Regions from separate parts of the Sus scrofa genome. Here region 1 is linked to region 2. The links are chromatin contacts, called in public HiChIP or PLAC-seq maps. All regions are on one chromosome and are shown on one strand. The core of a region is the stretch at or near the end of the contact, and the rest is flanking DNA. Distances in the headings are between cores, read along the strand shown.

What was found. HiChIP or PLAC-seq counts read pairs in DNA pulled down with a chosen protein or histone mark.
Region 1: an H3K27ac HiChIP or PLAC-seq map of skeletal muscle shows a contact between it and region 2. The contact joins two enhancer-like sites. A contact is called at or near these places in 1 of 47 Hi-C or Micro-C datasets (skeletal muscle) and 2 of 2 datasets of contacts at active chromatin or transcription factors (alveolar macrophages and skeletal muscle).

What each region holds. Positions count from the first base shown.
Region 1 is chr1:10,207,565-10,212,402 of Sscrofa11.1, reverse strand. The region is part of intron 1 of ARID1B (AT-rich interactive domain-containing protein 1B); the gene reads left to right. Among named protein-coding and RNA genes, the nearest start is that of ARID1B, 17 kb to the left of the region's middle. Within about 2 kb of position 3,217, at least 5 of the 83 cell types and tissues checked have an H3K27ac peak or open chromatin away from gene starts, as enhancers often do. A contact at or near this core is called in skeletal muscle, where this site is marked.
Region 2 is chr1:10,052,790-10,057,653 of Sscrofa11.1, reverse strand. The region is part of intron 3 of ARID1B (AT-rich interactive domain-containing protein 1B); the gene reads left to right. Among named protein-coding and RNA genes, the nearest start is that of ARID1B, 170 kb to the left of the region's middle. Within about 2 kb of position 3,568, at least 19 of the 83 cell types and tissues checked have an H3K27ac peak or open chromatin away from gene starts, as enhancers often do. A contact at or near this core is called in skeletal muscle, where this site is marked.

The sequences.
Region 1 (4,838 bases), core at 1,968-4,467, 160 kb before region 2:
AGGACGAGCAAAAAAATTGGGAAAAGTTTCGGGTCATCTCATGCAGAACGTGGGGCCTGGCGCGGATTTCTGTTAACGTGGCAGACTTTTGAGGAGTGGTGGCCCATAGATGGCAGGATGGATGTCTGAGCAGCATCTCTGTGTGCTGCTGGGAGGATGGAGCAGCAGGTGTGCCCGCAGAATTAGATTAACTCGAGGTGGGAGTGAGGAGGGGTGGCCTGCACCGGAGGCGGTGGCGTCGTGAGCCTGTTGTTGGAGGAGGGGCTGGGTGGCCACGTAATCAAGGGCAGAGCGGCCCAGTGCGAGTGGCCCTCCTGGAAGAGCGGCCAGCTGGGTGCGGATGAGGCAGGAAGCGCGGCAAGGTGGTAGTGAGTCAGCAGCCAAACCTCGAGTGCGTTTTCCCTTTTTGTTTTAAAGGGCGGCCTGTGTAAGACTGCCGTGTGGAGACACATGAAGTCAGTCTCGTTCCAGTCTGGCACGATTGACAAAACGCTTACACACTGCTTTCTGGTTTTGGCCTCGCACATAGGAAGTGTAAGTTCAGAGAAAGATTTTTAGAAGAGTCCTATATAATAGTGATCTAGTAAGGGCAGTACCAGCGATCCTAGCTCCTGTTCTGAACTCCTGCGCTGTGTGCCAGGCATGTGGCCTGGAGTCACTGCAGCATCCCAACAGTCCTGCAAGGCAGTCTCCCTCTTTCCTAGATGGGTAAGCCGGGAGCATTAAGAAATCTTTTCAACCCCCAGTTTACCTGATGCTAAAGCCCGGTTCTCTCCACTAAAGGAGTGCTTCCAGATCTGGCTGCCTGTCAGATTCACCCAGGGGGCCAGACAAGGTCCCCAAACCCTGCTCCAGGATTCAGGTGCTCTCAGGACCTGGAATGACCTGTACACCCAGCTCTCTGCCACCTACAGAGGTCATTGATGAGCTAGAGGTAAAGTTTAGATAAACAGACCTTTTGTCATCACTAAGATGTACAGAATTACATTCTTACGCTTGAGGAGCTTTTAGTGTATTTTGGCCCCTTGGTCACACCAGACAGAGGAGGGGAGAGAGCATGTGCTCCCAGCCCATGCAGGTGGCTCTTGGGTTTTTCTGATAGTGTCACTGAACATGAATCTACGTCTGGCCGTCGAGGGAAGCTCTGCTCCATGATCTGGGTCGTTGCTTTAAGCTGCGTTGTCAAGGGAGGCTGTGATGTTTGCAGAGGAACCCAGGTTCTCTTCCGTCTGCAGTTATTTGTACGTGGCTGTGACCGAAGTTTCTGGGATGGGCAGGTGATGGACCGGCATGGAGAACAGTGTCTACTAATACATGCCTAATAAATATTTTTGGACGAGAGAAGGGTTGAATGGACGGGCCTACGTCTCAGATCACTTGGTGTTAGGGGTCCAGAAATTGGTAAGTTTAAGAATGAAGGAAAGAGGACAAGTGACCATCAGGGAGCAGAAGATTGGAGAGTAGGGGGAACACAGGCAGCTGGAGGAGAAAATTTTAGAGTGAAAAATCAATAAAATGGAACCGAATGTCGTTATGTGCCCAGAGTGAACTCCTATGGTGGTGAAAGTTGTAAGACAAACCCCCAAATTGGCATATCTTAAGTCCATCAGGGTGTTAATAATACAGCTAAAAGAACAAATGTAAGCAGAAAAATCCTCTCTTTGGTGAGGTCATTTCATGACACATAGTCATGATTATGTCTGCCTTTGCTCTTGCCTCATGGCTGTTCTGGAGGCCGTGGTTTGGGAAGGTGTTAAAAGCACCCCGTCACTAGACCTAGGCGTGTATCTCATTTTGATTTGTACCTACTTAGCCGAGGAACAGCGTCTAGGCTGGCCAGGCCACAGGATGCTGGATGGGTCCGGAGACCCTCTTGGTCCTTGTCTTCCTCATTGTGTCTGATGATCCTTACCATTCAGTACTGGGGAATTTCTCTTTTACGTCCCCAACTGATTCTGTCTTTTAAAATAAAACCAAATCTCATAGCTTTGAAAAAAAAAAAATCAATTTGGCTCATAACCTTGTTTGAAGCAAGTGATGTGAAGTTAAATCCCACTTAACCACTGCTGCAGAGGTTTTTGAGCAGTAGGCAGGATGGCAGCACTGGCTCTGTTCATGTCTATTTCCTGGGTTTTCCGCTTGCATTTCCCTCACCTCCTGCTTGCTCCTAAATTTGAGGCTGCAAGAATTTCCAGACGAGGTATTGCCATAGTGCTGTTTTTAGCTTGGGATTAAATGAAGGCTTTCCTGTCTCTGTTTCCTCTTTTGATTTTGTTTTATTTATAATAATGTATCACTACTGGAGTGCCCATGGGTTTATAGTTTTTGTAGTTAATGCTGACTGTACCTAACCCATCTCAAGCAAATGAATTAACATCCTGTAGGAACCACAGAGAGAAAAAAACAGAACAAAACTGGAAACCTGTTTTTTAGGTTTGTTGCTGAGTGTCACAGGCACATCCTTTTCTCTAAGATCGGACCTTTGGTTTTGTTCGGCCTTCAGGCTTCTGAAGGGCTGGGCATCTTCATTGTCTTTGCAGCCACGTGTTAATCTTGTTCGTTGTGATATGAGGTATCTTTTGCCTGGAAAGCTAACAGCTGTCTACCCGTGTCAGTGCTTTCAGAGAATTTCTGTAGGAATGTATCATTCATCTAGTGCTATGATTTTCGACAGTATAATCTTAACATTCCGAAATAGCTGAGAAAGCCCTAAGAAAATCACTGTCAAAATGCTCATGAACTTAACTCTGTCAAAGAAGAATAAAGCCATCGCCTCCTTTTCCAGGCACAGATGATAGTAATTTGGTTCGCCGTGGTAACCTTCCCCTTGGCTGTATGAAGAGTACAGAGTGGAGAGGTTAGTCGAGCAGCTGTGGGCGGCAGGTTAGAAGCGAGGCACCTGTAGAAGCAGGCAGGTGAGATGCAGCAAGTTCTGCCAGGCCTCAGGGAGGAGGCAGGCTGCACTGGCTGGTCCCTTGTGACCTTCTAAGGGCATCGGGGAGAAGCCGGCCAGGCGGACATGCCTTGGTGTCTTGGAGCACCTTGGGCCCCGTCTGCAGGAGAAACAGGGTTGTAGAGCTCTGGGGACACCCTCCACGCCCCAAGAGATCCTGCGGAGGAAGAGTGGGGAGCCAGGCTTGGACCTGAGTTGATTGCCAGCTACTGCACCACTTTATGTGTACTTGACTCATTCAACAAACAGCTCTCCATGCCTATCGAGACACTGATATCTGTTTAGCACCTGTTGTGTGACAGAGTGTTGGAACTAGGCTTACAGCAGTGAATGAGACCCAGACCCTGCTTCTGGGTTTATCTTCCAGTACAACTTGAGTCCCCAGAGATGGCAGATCCCTGCATCTACCAGGGAGGAACAGCAGCACGGGGGAACTTGAAAGAATCGAAGATTTCATAATAATGAGGCTGTATAAGAATATGTACTGCGGGAATTCATGCTGTGGTGCAGTGGGTTAAGGCTCTGACTGCAGGAGTTCCCGTCGTGGCTCCGAGGTAGTGAATCTGACTAGTGTCCATGAAGACTCTGGTTGGAACCCTGGCCTCGCTCAGTGGGTCAAGGAACCAGCATTGCCGTAAGCTGTGGTGTAGGCCACAGACACAGCTCAGATCCTGCATTGCTGTGGCTGTGGTGTAGGCTGGCAGCTGCAGCTCTGATTTGACCCCTAGCCTGGGAACTTCCATATGCCGTGGGTGTGGCCCTAAAAAGCAAAAAAAAAAAATGGAAAGAAAAAGAAAAGAATCTGACTTAAGTGACTTGGGTGGCTGTGGAGGCATGGGTTTGATCCCTGGCCCAGCCCAGTGGGTTAAAGGATCTGACATTGCAGCAGCTGCGGCTCAGATTCAGCCCCCGGCCCCAGAACTTTCACATGCTGCGGTGTGGTCATGAGAACAACAACAACAACAACAACAACAAAATATATATACTAAAAATTTGTAAAGGAGCTACCGGTTCTTTCTGTAGTCTCTTAGAAATGCACCTCTTGTGTCACAGGATGGTGACATTTTCACTGTCACTGGTTGAAATGGCACATGGCAGCCCCAATGCTGCCTGCATGTCCTCCTCGCTGAGAAGAAGGGGTGGTGCAGACCCAGAGTTCTGGCTCGGACTCCGCAGGGAGACATCACATGGTACCGTAACTTTTGAAGGTGTTCAGTTGCTTTTGAATCATCCTGTATATTTAGTAACAGGCTGTGGTTTTGGACATGTTGGGTTTGAGATGTGTTCCAAACAGCTAAATGGAGATGCTCGTAGGCAGATAGAAAATAGGGATCTGGAGTAGAGGAGGGAGATCTCGGCCCAGAATATAAACGTGGGTGCTCAGCAGGGGGTGTCGGTGGAGCGTGGGTCCATGAGCTTGCCCTTGCCATGTGTGTGAAGAGAGGGGTGCTGAGGAATTCAGGGAGCACTGACGTTTAAAGTGTGAAAAAGGAGCCAGCCAAAGAGCTGTAGAAGGAGATGGAGAATGTAGGGCGTGCTCCACAGAAGCCATGGAGGGCAGAGGTTTCTGGAAGAAAGGTGTGCATAGCTGTGGTAAGCGCCGAGGAGTGGTCAGGTAAGAGTGGGAGCGGATGTCCGGGTCGTTTGGTCATTGGTGACCTTTGGGAGAGCACTCGGGAAGGAGACAAGCAGTAGGAGCAGCAGTGACTAGGAAATGAGAAAGAGGCTTCGAGATGGTTGAAAGAGGGGTGGGGTTATTGGCTTGGTTTCAAAATTAAAAAAAAAAAAAAAAAAAAAAAAAAAAAGACCTGGAAGAGGGGTAGAGAACTCGCCTTTGCTGTGCTGTCTTCCTTGTGTCAGGCACTGTGCCGGGTGCCCCCTAAGT
Region 2 (4,864 bases), core at 2,319-4,818:
TATTATCAGTGAGTAATAAAATCACCTAAAAGAAGAGAGAGAGAAGAAAAAGAAGGCATAAGCAAAGGCATGGATAGAAATCTACTTGCAGTGAAGTCTGCTCTAGGTAAATTCCTTAGATTTTACAAAGGATTTTCAGAGGTTTCTGAGACAGATAACCATAAGAACTGTCATGATCGTCCAGGAAAAGATGACACATCTTTAATGGGTGACCGCAGGTGGTGAATCGGGTGAAATAACTTGATATCCTTTGGAGTCAAATACACACACATACTAGCTACCTACCTATCTTCCTATCTGTCTTTCTGTCTGTGAGAGACATGCCTAAATAATTATGTCGATATAGGAAATACACCTTTTTAAATTCTGCCTTTTGTTTTTTCATTTCAACTGATTAAGTGATGTTAAATTTTGGTGTGAGTCAGGTGGTATTCTGTAAGGGAGAAACACCTGATTTTTTTAGTATTGCTCTTTTAGACAGTTGTGTTTATTGATATTTAAAGTATACATTCTAAGTGGGGCGCTTTTGCAGACAGCAAATTCATAACTATATTTAGCCAGCAGTGGCAGCTAGTGAAAAAGGTACCTGGACAAATCATAGAGCAAGTGAACATGACATCACAGTTATAAATAAGATATTTTATTTTTCCCAGCTTTTTATTGACTACCCCGTCATATCCTTTGTGTATTATACTGACCATCACCAGTTTTACTTATTGTTGTTCTTTTTCTCTTTATGGCCCCACTTGAGGCATTTGGAAGTTCCCAGGCCAGGGATTGAATCCAAGTCGCAGCTGCAACAATGCTGGATCCTTTAACCCACCGTGCTGGGCTAGGGATCAAACCCACCCCTTCGCAGTGACCCAAGCTGCTGCAGTCGGATTCTTAACCCTCTGCGCCAGGCCAGGTACTCCTACCAGTTTCACTTTGAATTTATCTACAGTTTCTTATTAAAATACATATAGTTTAATGTAATTAACAACTTTTTTTTTTTTTTTTTTTGGCCTTCTGACTGTTTTTAATGTTGTGGCATTCCAATATAAAGTATGATCCAGGCAGTGAATAACTTGATCATAATTTAAGAATATAGATATATTTTTTTCATCTACAAAATTGTTTTAAATAAAACAAGATGATCCCTTGTAGTGTAGCAGGTTAAGGATCCAGTGTTGCTGCAGCTATGGTGCAGGCTGAAACTGTTGCATGGATTCTCTCCCTGACCCAGGAACTTCCACATGCCTCGGGTGTGGCCACAAAAATCCCCAGAAGAGCGTGGATGTCTTTCATCATGTGTCCCTGTGAATTATAAATAAATTTGTTTACTTTTAAACATACCAATGGCCACATTTAACTGAAAGAGTCCTGTTATAACAGAAGGTTTTCATTTATGTTTTTATGTGGAACTTATATCCTCTGTACTTGTAAAAAGGATTTGAACTGACCTACAGTAAAACATTTGTGTAAGACTGCTCAAAGTAGAATACAGATTTTTAAAAAATGTTTTAAAAAGGTAGATGCAAACAAGCCATGATAAGGCAGTACCATGAATAACTATTAAATTTAAGGCTTCATTCCTTACTACCAAGGTAGAGGGGGAAAATTGAAGTTATATAATTATTAACATAATGCAGAAAACATTTATTAAGGAAGGACTGTCACTTTTCTCCTGTTATTTTGTAAAGGGAAATACTCTGTAAAGGAGCATATGAAGTACTTCTGTGAGAATAATGAATAATGATGCCCAAATGTGGGTTTTCTAGTTTCTTAGAGTGTTAAAGAAGTTTTTTCATGTTACTTAGAATGATTATCCAGGACCTAAATTAGGCATCCTGTCACACAAATGAATGATGGGCCATTTTTTCTGTAACTTGCTCAACTGTTGAAATTATAAATTCAGCAGTTCTGTCTAAATGAGTAGTTTATTGGGCCATTTTCATTTCACAGTAGTTTTTAAAAATAATTTTTTATAAGCATAGTATATGCTCCAAGATGAAAGTCGTTTAGTAAGAAAATAGTAAAGGGAGTGTCTTGTATCAATTTAGTTTCGTTTTGAGGAATAGATGGTATTTTATTTTGCAATTTGGCATTTTCCTGTTTTATGTTTTTAGGGAGAAGATTGCTAATCTTTGTGTTATAAAATGTAGATTTCAGGTTAATTAGCGAAGACTTGCAATGGTCTACATTTTACAATGCAAACACTGCACTAAGTGACTTAATAATTACAGCCACTCCAATTTATATCTTGCGGTAAAATTTGTGTGATTTCTTTTTCTTGTAACTCTTGGCTTGAGTGCATTCTAAAATTGGAGATGTGTTCTTCAGGAGAAAAAGGATAAATCCATAATCCACCTGGTTCTTCCAGAGCTTCAGTGGGGAGGGACACTAAAGCAGGTGTGGTGTATCTCGCCCCCAGCCCCCAGGAACAGCCATGGGAGAAACTTAGACTCCAGCTATATTTTGGTTGTTGTGCCCTAGGTTTTAAAGAGAGGGAGTGTGGGCAGCAGGCGGAGACCCAGTACTGGGTAAGGAGCTTGACACCAGCCCTGATTTGAGTCCAGAAGTATCTTTGCCTTTTGGCCATTCATCAGCCTTTTCAGGGGAGGGGAACAGGTTGTGGCCTTCAGATCTGTTGAAAAGGGGCAGCCGTATTGCGCCTCTTTTGTTGGAAGAGAATCAGACTTTTTTGAGCCCCAAACCATAGGACAGAATGTAACAAAAAGAAAATTTAACATTTATTCTTATAGAACAATGATAACATTACAGTAAAACAGCTCTTTCATTTATTTGTTCATTTGTTAGCCAGTAGTCATTTATAACTTCTTATGAGTATAAGGAAGTCCTAGTAGTCTGGTAGTCTCTTCTTGTAGAGAATCTTCAAAACGACTTTAATGCCAGTATTTGGTATTTCATTGACTCTAGGAAAATTACTTGCTCAGAGTTTTCTGGCTCTTTTCATTATAAGGGCTTGTGCTTTTAAAAAACTGTTCGGCTGCAAAATCATGAAATGACACTATCTGTGTCAGTTTTGTTTGTTTTTAAAAACACAATAACCTATAAATTGGCAAATTATTTTTCAGTATTTCCCCTTGAGAGGGCTTAAAAAGTGTCTTGAGTATGTTTGGCTTAGATTTTGGGTGGTTGGGCAAAAGCTCCCAGAGTTAGGGTAGCTGTTCTCCAGTAGCTGAAGTGCGCAAATCGATGTTGCTCCCTTAGCGGACTGCTTGTGCTTAAAACAATTTGTGACAAATGCTGGAGTTTCACACATGTATAGGCGTAGCAGTTATGGAGGTGGTTTTGCAAGTCCCTTGGAACAAGCATGCACGTCTTCAGTCACTCTTAATTTGAATGAGAAAGGGGATGGTAGAAGCTATTTTTATTTTCTCTTGGGAGCAAGAGAAAAGGAAGACAGAACTCTGTACCATGTAATTTTAAAAAAGAAAAAAAAATAAAATTCCATTGAGATTCTTTCTTGTTTACTTTTTGTTTTACTCTTGCTGTCTCCCAGTGTGTTTGACTAATGTAAGTCTTCCCCCAGGAATATGGGAATATGTGGTACAGTCCGCCTCATAACCTTCCTGGATATTTTTATAATTTATCATCAGCTGACACCGCCTGGGTAGAATATTCTTACCACTCCCTCTGGCTGCTGGAAGTCTGAAATTACATCTTTGTCTTTGAAGTCAGGCATACTGTTAGCGTTGCTATGGCGACAGGGTGGGTAATGGAGTCCACAGACAGGAGATTGGTATTTAGCGTTTAAATGCTGCTGTACACAAGGCCTTGCTTTTTAGAGTGGTTACTGAACTATCCCCTTTTAGTAAATGTTTAAAAATTACATTTTTACATGGTCTTACTAGATTAATAGTCATGGTTTATTTCATTTTAACTGCAGGGATAAAAGCATTATTCCATTAAATGGGTAGCTTTTTTCTCTTTTGGTTTATGCATTATTAACACAGGCTTTCCTGTTTTGCTTGTAACATTTTATAGGCTTTTTCAAACATGCAGTCAGATTTGCTCTGTTGCTCCTTTATTTTTTGGACTTAACCCATTATGGGCTTGTTCTTGCAAGATTTCAGAGGAGACAAAGTTCTAAAGAGGAACTAAGCTTTTAAAATATTAAAAATGAATGACATGAATTTTTTTAACTCTGAATATGATAGTGGTCATTGATCAGTCTTTTCCCGTGAATTGCAGCAGTAATTTTACTTTTAAATGTTGCTTTTGTTTCAAGTTTCTATTTAGCCCTCTCCTGTTCTGTACCCTCACATGGGACAGGAAAGGAGAGACTGTTCACAGATGTGAGGAACCGTAGGACACTTTGTAAAGATTTTAGTTACTGTAACTGTGCAGATTTAGCAAGTACTAATTCTCTCATTTAGTAAATCTTCTTGGTCCGAGACCATTTCCTTACAGATACATATGATATGTTGATTCTTAATTGTTTTGTCATTAGAATAACGGTGAATCTTAAAAGTTCATGTATTATATACATGTCCTTTCCTACTTGATATGTAAATTGCTTCTAAGGTATAATTTTAAATACCTTTTATCACTTCATAAAGTATTTTGTTTCTGGTAATTTAAATTGTTAGGAAAGTCTTCCATATAATAACTTATGAAGTGTTTCTTGGATTTGTTTTCTACTTCTGCTTTCTTAAACCACACAGGATAAATCTAAATCCATCTTCTATATTGTATTTGAAGATGGTGTTTGTTTTATCTGAGTTTTCACTGGGCTAACTAGTTCCTTTATTTTATCAGTTATGTGGTTTCAAGTCCCTCTACCACCATGTTCTTAAATCTTTGATAAACTTCATTTTTGTGTAAGCCCGTTCAAATGTGAATCTACGACTAAGCTGAA